Linked DNA regions of Gossypium hirsutum: region 1 is linked to region 2. A link is a contact called in public Hi-C data. All regions are on one chromosome and are shown on one strand. Each heading gives the region's core, a stretch centred on a gene start, on an enhancer-like site or on the middle of the called end of the contact. The rest is flanking DNA. Distances are from core to core; before and after follow the strand shown.

What was found. Hi-C and Micro-C count contacts between places; a contact is called where the count stands out from the background.
Region 1: a contact with region 2 is called in a Hi-C map of leaf, with 2.1 times the contacts expected there. The contact joins the enhancer-like site here to the promoter of LOC107953315 in region 2. A contact is called at or near these places in 4 of 34 Hi-C or Micro-C datasets (callus and leaf).

Annotation. Positions count from the first base shown.
Region 1 is chrA07:12,490,808-12,495,731 of Gossypium_hirsutum_v2.1, reverse strand. No RefSeq gene overlaps it. Among protein-coding and RNA genes, the nearest start is that of LOC121203821, 16 kb to the left of the region's middle. Within about 2 kb of position 1,826, at least 5 of the 9 cell types and tissues checked have an H3K27ac peak or open chromatin away from gene starts, as enhancers often do. A contact at or near this core is called in leaf, where this site is marked.
Region 2 is chrA07:12,429,705-12,434,982 of Gossypium_hirsutum_v2.1, reverse strand. It overlaps LOC107953315 (protein RALF-like 27), which reads left to right and starts at 1,413. Exons shown (of 1, transcript XM_016888576.2): 1 at 1,413-2,163. The coding sequence starts at 1,537. The coding sequence ends at 1,872.

The sequences.
Region 1 (4,924 bases), core at 577-3,076, 60 kb before region 2:
GAGGATGGGGGTAGGATTCTGATATCTAATTTGCATATCTGTATCTGAAATAGGCTCAGGCCTGAATTTGTATCTGTATCTGACACGGACCTAGGCCCGATTGTGAATCTGTTTCATTTGTGATATTCTGTTTGTACACATGCTTAACTCTGCTGGGTTACACATTGAGTTTACGTAAACTCACCCCTTTTTTGTTTATCTGTACAGGTAACCTACAATCTTAGGCAGATCGGTGCAGCGAAGGACTTGACGGTGACCACCTATTTTACTATTTTATTTTGTTTTGGGTTATTAAGTTTTGGTATTGAGGTTGTATTTTTTGGGACTCTGGACTCTTTTAAGATTTTGGTGTTGGTTTTGGGTTTTTGGTTTTACTTTTTTATAAGTGTGATGGTTTTCTAAAATCTTGAACGGATTTTCTGGACACAACGTTTTTCTACAAGCTTCCGCTACAAACACGTTTTATCTCTAAATGATTGAATGAAAGAAAGCTTTGAAATTAATAATAACTTTAAAGGCTAATGAACTAAAAAGGTTTTAACTTAACGACAATGGTTTTTCAACCCATTTCATGTGACACTTCCGGATTAGGCCATAACGTCTAGGCCGGGTTTGGGGTGTTACAAATACTGGTTCAGAACAATCTGAAAAGGTCATTACACAGAAGAAGACTGTAGATATGGATCAATCAAAATGAAAAGAGCTCGATGAAAAGGCTCTATCCACTATTCAATTATGCCTCACAAATAATGTGTTACAGGAGGTTTTGAAGGAGAAAACAACGTTTAAATAATGAAAGAAACTAAAAGCCTTGTATATTTTTAAAATTATTTTGAATTACATTATTTTTTAAGTCTTTTTTAGAAAATTCATTAATGATATCAACCAAAAACTAATGTTATAAATATTATTATGAAGTCAACATAAATAATTGACCTGTGTATCGCACGGAAATACAAACTAGTGTAATTTATAAATATTCAATGTTAAATTCGAGAGGGACATTTGCCAAAACTTTTGGAATAAGTTCATGCGGACTCGTATATGGTATCACTTTCATGCATAATTGTTTAAATTTAATAAACTTAAAATATGAGCTTAATTTTTTTTTAAGTCAATCTATATACACGTAGCTTTTATTACTATTGTATATGATTTATTTTATTAAATTTATAAACATAGAAACTTTAACATATTTATTTTTTAATATTTATATTAAGTATAATATATTTAAGTTTTTTGAAGTTACAATTACAATTTCAGTTTTAAATGACACATATCCAAACCTAAGACATCAAGATCCTAAGCCTTAGACTTTGCCATCACTAGTAAGGTCTTATTGGCTAAAATATATTTAAATTTCATAAGATATAAATTACATAATACATAAAAATAAAGAAAAAAACATATTATAATTTTGAAAATGAATTTTTCCAAACGAATTGTGTTTTGAATATTGAAGCCAAGCCCAACACATATTTTAAAGTAGTCTAAATTTTTTATTCAATTCATTTTTTAAACTTAATATTTTTATCGAGCAGCCAGTTTGTGTTTGAACAAAAAATTATATGTCTCGAACTAGTTTGACTTAAATAAAATTTAAATAAAAGTATAAAAAAATATTTTATTATTATTTAAGCAGAGAATAAATTTTTTTACTAAATCAAACAAAAACCGAGCCAAAAACTGAAATCTTTTTAGAACCAGGCCCGGCCCGACAGAAGTCTACACGGGATCAACAATTTTTGGTTGGACATATTGAACTGGTTGGAGTTTTCACAGACGCAACAGTTACAGAATTAAAAGAGAGCCCACAGGAGAAAAAGTTGAAAACAAAAGGACAAAACACAATATTTCCAACTTTTGGTAGGTCATAGTCAAAGCTTTCAGGGATAAGAGTTGACGTATTTTCTGGATGTGTGTTAAAAAAAATTAAATTGCACTAATATAATTAAATTAATAGTATATTTATATTTTAATTATTTAATATTAAAAAGTTATAAAATATCACTAAATTATTTAAAAAATTATCAAATTATTTGAATATTTTTACTTAAATCACTAGTATTATTAACAGCCATATTAACTTACCTTTACAATAATGTTGTTAGAATTGGATCAGACAATTTAACTGTTTGAATCGAGAAACGATCAGTGTATTAATCTGGATAGGAACATTTAATCAAAAGAATTTAACTGTTAATGTTTTGGCTAATATTAAAATTTTAAAATTCAAAATATTAAAAGTTAAAATTAATTAAATCAAAAAGTAAAGATAATTAAAGTAAAAAAATTAAATTCACAATTTTCACCAAAAGTACAAAAATTAATAACAAAATTTAACTTGTATAAACTAAGCAAATTAAAATGCAATCTTTATTTAGTTTACATAAACAGTAACTAAAAAAATCCATAGTCGGCAAGATAATTCTACTTGCATCCACGATTTCTATTGTTGTCTTTGTAAATTGCCGTACAGTGTTACCTTTTTTGCTATCATTAGAGTCTGGGACGCAAGGATTATAGGGCTGACCTGATCTTGGTCTCCCACATTTATCATTTGGAGTAATCAAGTTGTTCTTAGAAACATCGATGAATTTAGGTGGATCTTTCTGCAGGCTCGTCTCTGGCTCAGCGAAGAACACATGATCTGCATGGCCGATGTCCACCAAGCATTCCTCCATGGTAGAGGCACCGCAATGGGTAGCCAAGTTGCTGCTATTGTTGTTGTTGCTGGTTGTGGCTGAAAATGCTGATGCCTGCTGACCGAGTAAAAGAACCATGGCCATCATCATTATCGTCAAGGTTGCTTTGCATCGGAGACCCCTTCCCTTCACATTGTTTCCCATATTTTTCTTCACTTTCTTCTAACTAATTTTCTCACTTGATAAGAAATTTGTGGGTTTTATGGCATTGCAAGTGGATGATGGGATATTTTGATAAATGATTCAAGGTGGCTTTTTTTTTATTCCTATTACCCTTTTAGCTCTTACAGTAGCTGTGGTCCTAAAGCAATAATGGATAAGACATAAAAAAAGGTGAAAGTAACCTTCTAATCTCACTGTCATATGAATGGGAAAAAAATTGTTTCTCTAGCATCAGTTTAATATTTTTACATAAAAATAAATAAATAAAGTGAAATTGTAAGATTTAACATTTACAGATAAAAAAATGACAAGAAAAATATGGTTTTTTTTTATTTATAGTTTTAACTCTAAACATAATATTTCATTTGTAGAATAAAAAAATTCAAAATATTATCTTTGTTAATAGTAAATGATAATTTTTAAATAATAAATTTTAACTATATTAAAATTTGTACTTATTTGATTCAATTTAATAGTATATTAACTAAATTAATTTATTTAATACATAATGACTAATTTAAATATAGGGCCCTGCTAGATACATTCACCCATAAAAAAGAGAGAAAAAAAGTTAATTTAAATTTTAGTCCATGAACTTAGTAATTAGGTTCACATTGATATCTAAACTTGGTAACAGTTAGTCACTCTAAATAGAGACCATTTTTATTTTGGTCACTTCAATTATTATTTTTTATTAATTTAGTCAACTAAAAATAAAAATTGATCAAATTGGTAACTCCAACATTAAGTAGTAATATAAGACTAACAATGCATTTTTACGGAAAAATTTTGAGTTGATCAAAATAGGAATGAATTTTATTTAGAGTGACTGATGGGTAGTTTATCCTAATTTTAGATTGATTAATGTGGAAATGTATTGTCAAAGTCTTCCGTTACCATTTAATGATGGAATGACTAATTTGTTCAATTTCTATTTGGGATGACCAAAATAGGAACGACCTATATTTAAAGTGATTAATAAAGTAGTTTACCCGTTTGACAGTTTGGTATGTTTTGGTAGGAACTTAGTAAATGTAAAATTTTGATGATACGACAGTCTATAATTATGTCTTGTCATCACTTGATAATTAAAAGCATATATTTAAAATTTTAAAAAAATGATGTAGTATAATTTCAAAATATAACATAACTAAATTTTGATAAAATCTAAATATAGAAACTAAAATAAAATTAATTGCTAAATTTAGATTCTAAAGTGAAAAAAAAATACCTAATTGTGAAAGACTAAAAGTTTCCAAGACCAAACCGACTAATAATTGCATTATACTGTGAACTACTTGGGCAGTTCCCGCAATCAATAGCAGCCAAATGTTAGTCCAATTTGGGTAGTCAGAGAATCCAGGTGCTGTATAGTCGGATTTTAATGGAATTATTTCTGATTATAGATCGGCCAATACAAAATTTTAAGCTCATTTTTTATGTTTTGGTTTGATCCAGCCCGAAAGATGGTCTAACATTTTGTTTAAGCTCGATTTAGATAAAAAATGCTAGACTCAAACCTGGTCTGGCCCACTCATATTATTTTTTAATATTATTTTTATATTAAAAGGAATTTAAAAAAATAGAATACATCAAATATATTAAAAATATTAAAATAAATCAATTGCGAAGGCAGGGGTTGGCAGGAGCTCTGACCCTCCTAAATGGAAATTTTTTCATTTTGACCCTTTTATAATTTTATAAAATTTTAAATTAGTAATGGTAAAATTACACTTTAGCCCCCCAAAATGATAAAAATTTGATTTAATCATTTAAAAATTATAAAGATATAGGCTATTAAAATAGTGAAGTTGCATTTTTACTATCATAAAAATATACAATTTAATTTCGTCCCTCCAAAAAAATATTTGGCTTCGTCCCTAAAATAAATGTTTCCCAACAAATTGAAAATACGTTAAAAAAGTCTTTATACCTAAATAACACTAAGATAATTGCAACTTAACAAGCAGATGTCTCTAAAATAATAGTAAAATTAATAATAAAATAATATTTATACAATATCCAAACAATAATAACAAAATAGTAGTAATATAATA
Region 2 (5,278 bases), core at 164-2,663:
AAAGGGTATTGGTTTTTTAAGATTAGTTTGAATGATTAAATATATGAAATTTTATGTGTGAGTTCTCTTTTAAATTATTCTAAATTTAAGTTTTATTATGTATAAATTTTATCTCAATTTATTTTAACTTAAGTTTAGCTATTTTCCAATTTTTAGCCTATTTTATTTCATATTTAGATTATTTCAGTTCTAATTAATCCAACATATATTATTTGTGATTTATATTATTATTAATATTAAACTCCGAAAAGTCTCATTTATATATTCATATTAAAATTTATAGACTTATATAACTTTTAAACTTATCATATATTGATTTCAATATGCACAATCATCCATAAATTCATATATGTTAATATTATTTTTCATGTAGTGCTTATGTTTTGATTAATTTTTATGTTACGTCTATAAATTCAACTCATATTTTAAAGAATTTATTTATAATAACTCTATTTCGATTCTAATTTATTTATTTAAAAGTTTATCATTATACTTATAATATATTATGTAGTTATAATTATTAATTAGATTTTTTAAGCAGAGTAAGAGATTTGGTTAATATTAGAGAATAATTATTGAGACTCAATGTTTTATTATTTTTATCATGTTATTGGAATTAATTGGATTAGGAATCGGTTAAGTATGTACCTAAAACAAGAGATATGTTCAATTGACACATAAAATTCAATAAACATTTTATTTAGCCAAAACTATGGATTTTAATTTTTTATCCTGAGAGAGCTGATGCCAGCACTCCATGTATTGACAAACCATAATTATTGTACTCTTGGGGCTCAGTGATGGCCTTTCGTGTTCTAATTTCCATTTGCCCCCTGCATTGGCCGAAATTGGTGGGGATTTGCACTAGTCTTTGGAAACCGAACTAAATTCAATGCAAAATCGAAGGTTTAATTTTGTCATTAGTTTCTATATTCTTTGAATTTTTTATAATTTAACTTCTCTATATTTAATTCTTAATTTAAAAATTAAAATCTAATTAATAATATTATTAAATTTGAATATGTGGCATTTTAGTATCAAAAGGTCTAATTTAAAAATGTCATAATTTTCTATACTCTTTATGAGTTTGAAATTTAGTCTTTTTACTTTTCAAATTTTAAAATTCAGATCCAAATATTAATTCTGTAAATAAATTTGTTAAATTCAGGTTTATAAGAATGCTATTTTTGAATATTTTTTATTTCAAAATGTTACACCAACAAAATTAAAAAGAAAAAAAATATATCCAACTGGTAATTTTAATCTTAGTTTTCAAGTTTTTTCTAAAAAATTAAAAATAAAACTTGACCAAGTCAAGCAAAATCACTGTCATTTTCTTTCACCAAATTTGAAGATGAAATAGCAAAGGCCCCACTATAAGACCCTTAAACCAATTAATGAAACCATACCCTTTCATTACTTATCCTCAATTTACAACTTTTTCTTATAGATAATCTCCCAACATATTATTTATTCAAGTGGCTACAAACTCAGAAAAACAAATCGGAAAAAGAAAAAAAGATCAAAAGAGGAACAATGGGATATTTTCCATTGTTCATATTAGCTTCTTTGCTGTTAATCAACAACAGTGTGACCAAATCAGCAGCTTTAGCCTTTCCTGAGAGCAAACCAAACACTACGAAATACGATGAAACAATTGGTGAATTCATCGAAGATGAAGAACAAGTGGTGTTGTTCGGTGAATCCGAGGTGAAACGAAGGAGACTTGCTGCAGATACTCCTATATCTTATCGAGGGTTACAGCGTCAACCGGTTTGCAATGCGTATATTTATGGGAATTGTATAAAACCTGCAGGTCCTGATTATCGGCCTTGTACAACATATAATCGTTGCAAGAGGGGAGTCAAATGAAAAAATAAATTAGGACTAAAAATATATGGAAGGTTTGATGTTTTGTTTTTGTGTTTGGTTTTTGATGTTACTGTTCTTCTGTTAGTAGATATATTGTGACTTTATACAAATCATTGTGAGTTTAAGAACTGTGTTCTTCGCATAATCATAAGGTATGGTGTGAAAAACCAGAGATATGGCAAAGAAATTGGTGATGTACCTTAGAGGTCCCTGTAATATAGAGACTTGATCAAATTAGTCTTTGTACTATCGAAAAGATCCAAATAAGACTAAATTAGAATAGATTTAATATTTACTGTTTAAAAAATATATATCATTTACTATTTAATAGAGTTAATATTTTTAAAGTTTTTATGATTCTTTAAATGAAATATTTTGTTTGAAATTGAACTGCAATTGAAAACAAAAATTCAAGATATTTTTTATAGTAAATGTTAATTCTGTTATAACTTGGAATTATTTAATTTATAGGGACTAAATTGATCTATTTAATAATAGAGGGAATAGTTTAATCTAGTCATTATGATATAGGGACCTCTCGAGTATTTTAACCGAAGGAAATTGAATGAATTCGAGGGAAAATAATTAAGGAAACTAATCTGATTTTGTATATGAATAAAAAATTGAAAATATGAATTCTAAACGTTCATTCTCAAAGAAAACAGATCATGAACTTGAATTGCAAGATTGTATCTATTTTTACATATGGGTTTGAAATTTGAAGACACATCCAGTATATTATCTTAGATTTTTTTAACATAAATTTTTGGAGAAGAGATAGTGGTATATATAATATCTTATTGTTTATTAGTTACGTTTTATCCAATTTCGAAAATTTTATTTACTTATTTAATCATATAAAAGTACACTTGAATAAGTCGAATTAAAAATGATTCGAAATTTTTATTGATAGATGAACAAAATGAAAACATACAAGTAATACAAGTAAAAATACTTACAAATCTAATTTAACAAGTTGAAAGTACTGTAGCAGCTACATTACATGCCCGGTATAGGGCTTTAGTATCATTCCCACAATATCTTGTAAACGGGAAGAGTCTTCTCATCACCACTATATCATCCCATACTGGTTGGATTTCCCAATTCACCTTGATTTCTTTTCCTTCGAAAATTTTCCCAAGTAGTTTATCCTTAGTCCAAAACACTACAGATGATAAACCCATACGACAAGAAGATGCAAGGATGAATCGGAAATCAACAGCTTGCTTTTGATCCTAGAAGATTGATCGAAAATTTTCCTAATAAATTTCTTTGTAATATCATCCGGAGATTTTATTAGAATGACAACGCTAACTCTTACATTTCCTTTCTTCCATCCAACATACACGTTATAAGTTGGTGTCGTCATGCTCTCCATTCTCGTCACCAAATTACTTTGCACTAGCGGTTTGTAATTACACCAACTCTCATAAGCCTTAATCGCTCTATTGGTGTAAACCACAGCCATGTTGATGACAACGATTAGAATTGGGGTTCTTCCCTTGAAAATAACCTAGTTTTGTTGGTTTCAAATACTCCATAAATTTGAGGTAAACAATATGAAGTTGTCCTTATCCTCCTTTGCTGATTTAATTCGCCTTAACATTGAGAGAATCCATTCAATAGGATAATTCATCTTCAAGATATCAGTTCTGGTCCCCAAATTTGATCCAATCCAAACAATCCTTGTAAAAGGACAGTCCGTAAAAAGGTGCTCTAAATCTTCTACACTATCATGGCACAGCGCACAACCAGTGTCTATGGTTTGAATTCTCTTTTTTATCTCCAACTTGTATGGTAAGGCATTGTTTAATATCTTCGACAAAAATATTGTAATTTGGAATGATAATTTCACCAACCACAACATTCCCCAATCACACTTATCAATAAGTGAGTTAGAATGAGCATTGTCATCATTTAAGTTCTCATTAAATTCTTTAAAATAGGTCAATCTTACCAAGTACTTACCATCAGAGATGAATTTCCCTATTAGCTCATCCTCGGCTTCAAAGATTGGGCCTTCATCTTTCCACTTCTCATCTATTGTGCTTAGGATTTCTTGTCTGATCTCCTCTTTGTATCTTTTTGAAGCATTTTTCTCGTCTCGTACTCGGTTCGTTCGTCCTTCGCCATTGTATTCCTTGTTTGATTATTTCTGTCGAAATAGGCCTTTGTGGGTGATCTTAACTAGATCAGATTGCCGCCAATAGAGTCAGATTGACCCGACCATTTTAAAATTTAATATTTTTTATTGTTTTTTTATTTTTTTAAGACCAATTTTTGTTTAGAACAATTACAAATAAAATCTACATAAAATATACAAAATCCAAATTACTTCAACCCAACACAAACCAATCTCAGCCCACTAACTTAATAATCCAACACAACCAACCCAACCCACTAACTTAACATATCATCACCCAACCCACTAATTAACCCAAACTAAATTTAACCCATCAAACCTTACATAAACCAACCCATTAACTAAAATATTTCTTTTTTTAATACTAACCCCCCCAAAACAAACAAATCTCCAGCATCAAACAAAGAAAGAAAGAAAAAATCCAAGCTTCAAGCCGCCGAACCCCTCTTTCTCCTTCTACCGTGCGCGCCACCAACAGCTATCGTATGCACCGCGTGAAATCAAGCTATGGGTAGTTGAGGTTTGGGTTTTGGGGTGGCTTATAATCGATTGGCTCGAGTATTTAGAGTGGGTTTCGGTTTGGGAGCTTGGTTGTGGTGTTAATGGTGGTTAGTCCTTGGTTGCTTGGTTACTTGCCGGATATTGAAGTTTTTTTCTTGCTTAGATTGCTGAATGTTCCTTTTTTTTGGTTTTTTTTTGCTGAAAAATTTTTTGCTGGAATTTTTTTTGTTGGAATTTTTTTGCTCTTTTTTCTCCAATGGGAGAGAATCCTCTCTTTTTGGTGTGGTCTCCTCCTTTATTTCTACCATTTTGCTTCTTTTTTATGCCATTTGCAGGTAGTGGGTGAAGAAGGAACAACCACCCATGTTTTTGGCTTGAAAATCTGGGAAGTGGATGCCCCAAATCACGTAATCTGTCTGAAGGACCAAATCACAAATGTAGCAAAACTTCTGGGGCTAAATGTAATTTTTAGAAAATTTAAGGTTAAAATGTAATTTAAGGAAAGTTTAAGGTTCTAAGTGAAATTTAAAAAAGTTTAGGGGTCAAAATGAAATTTTTTTATTAATTTTTTTTTGAAATTTTGAAAATTAAACACAAACTCTAGTCGGACAAAAATTTAGTGCTTACAGCTGTCCCTCTTTGCTCATCATTGTGAAACAAGGATAGTGCAAAGACTTAAAAGCACTAAATTTTGTTCAATTGTCCAATCTTTATTCTTTACTCGGTATATGATCCTGAGCTCAACTCATTTCTCGCAATATG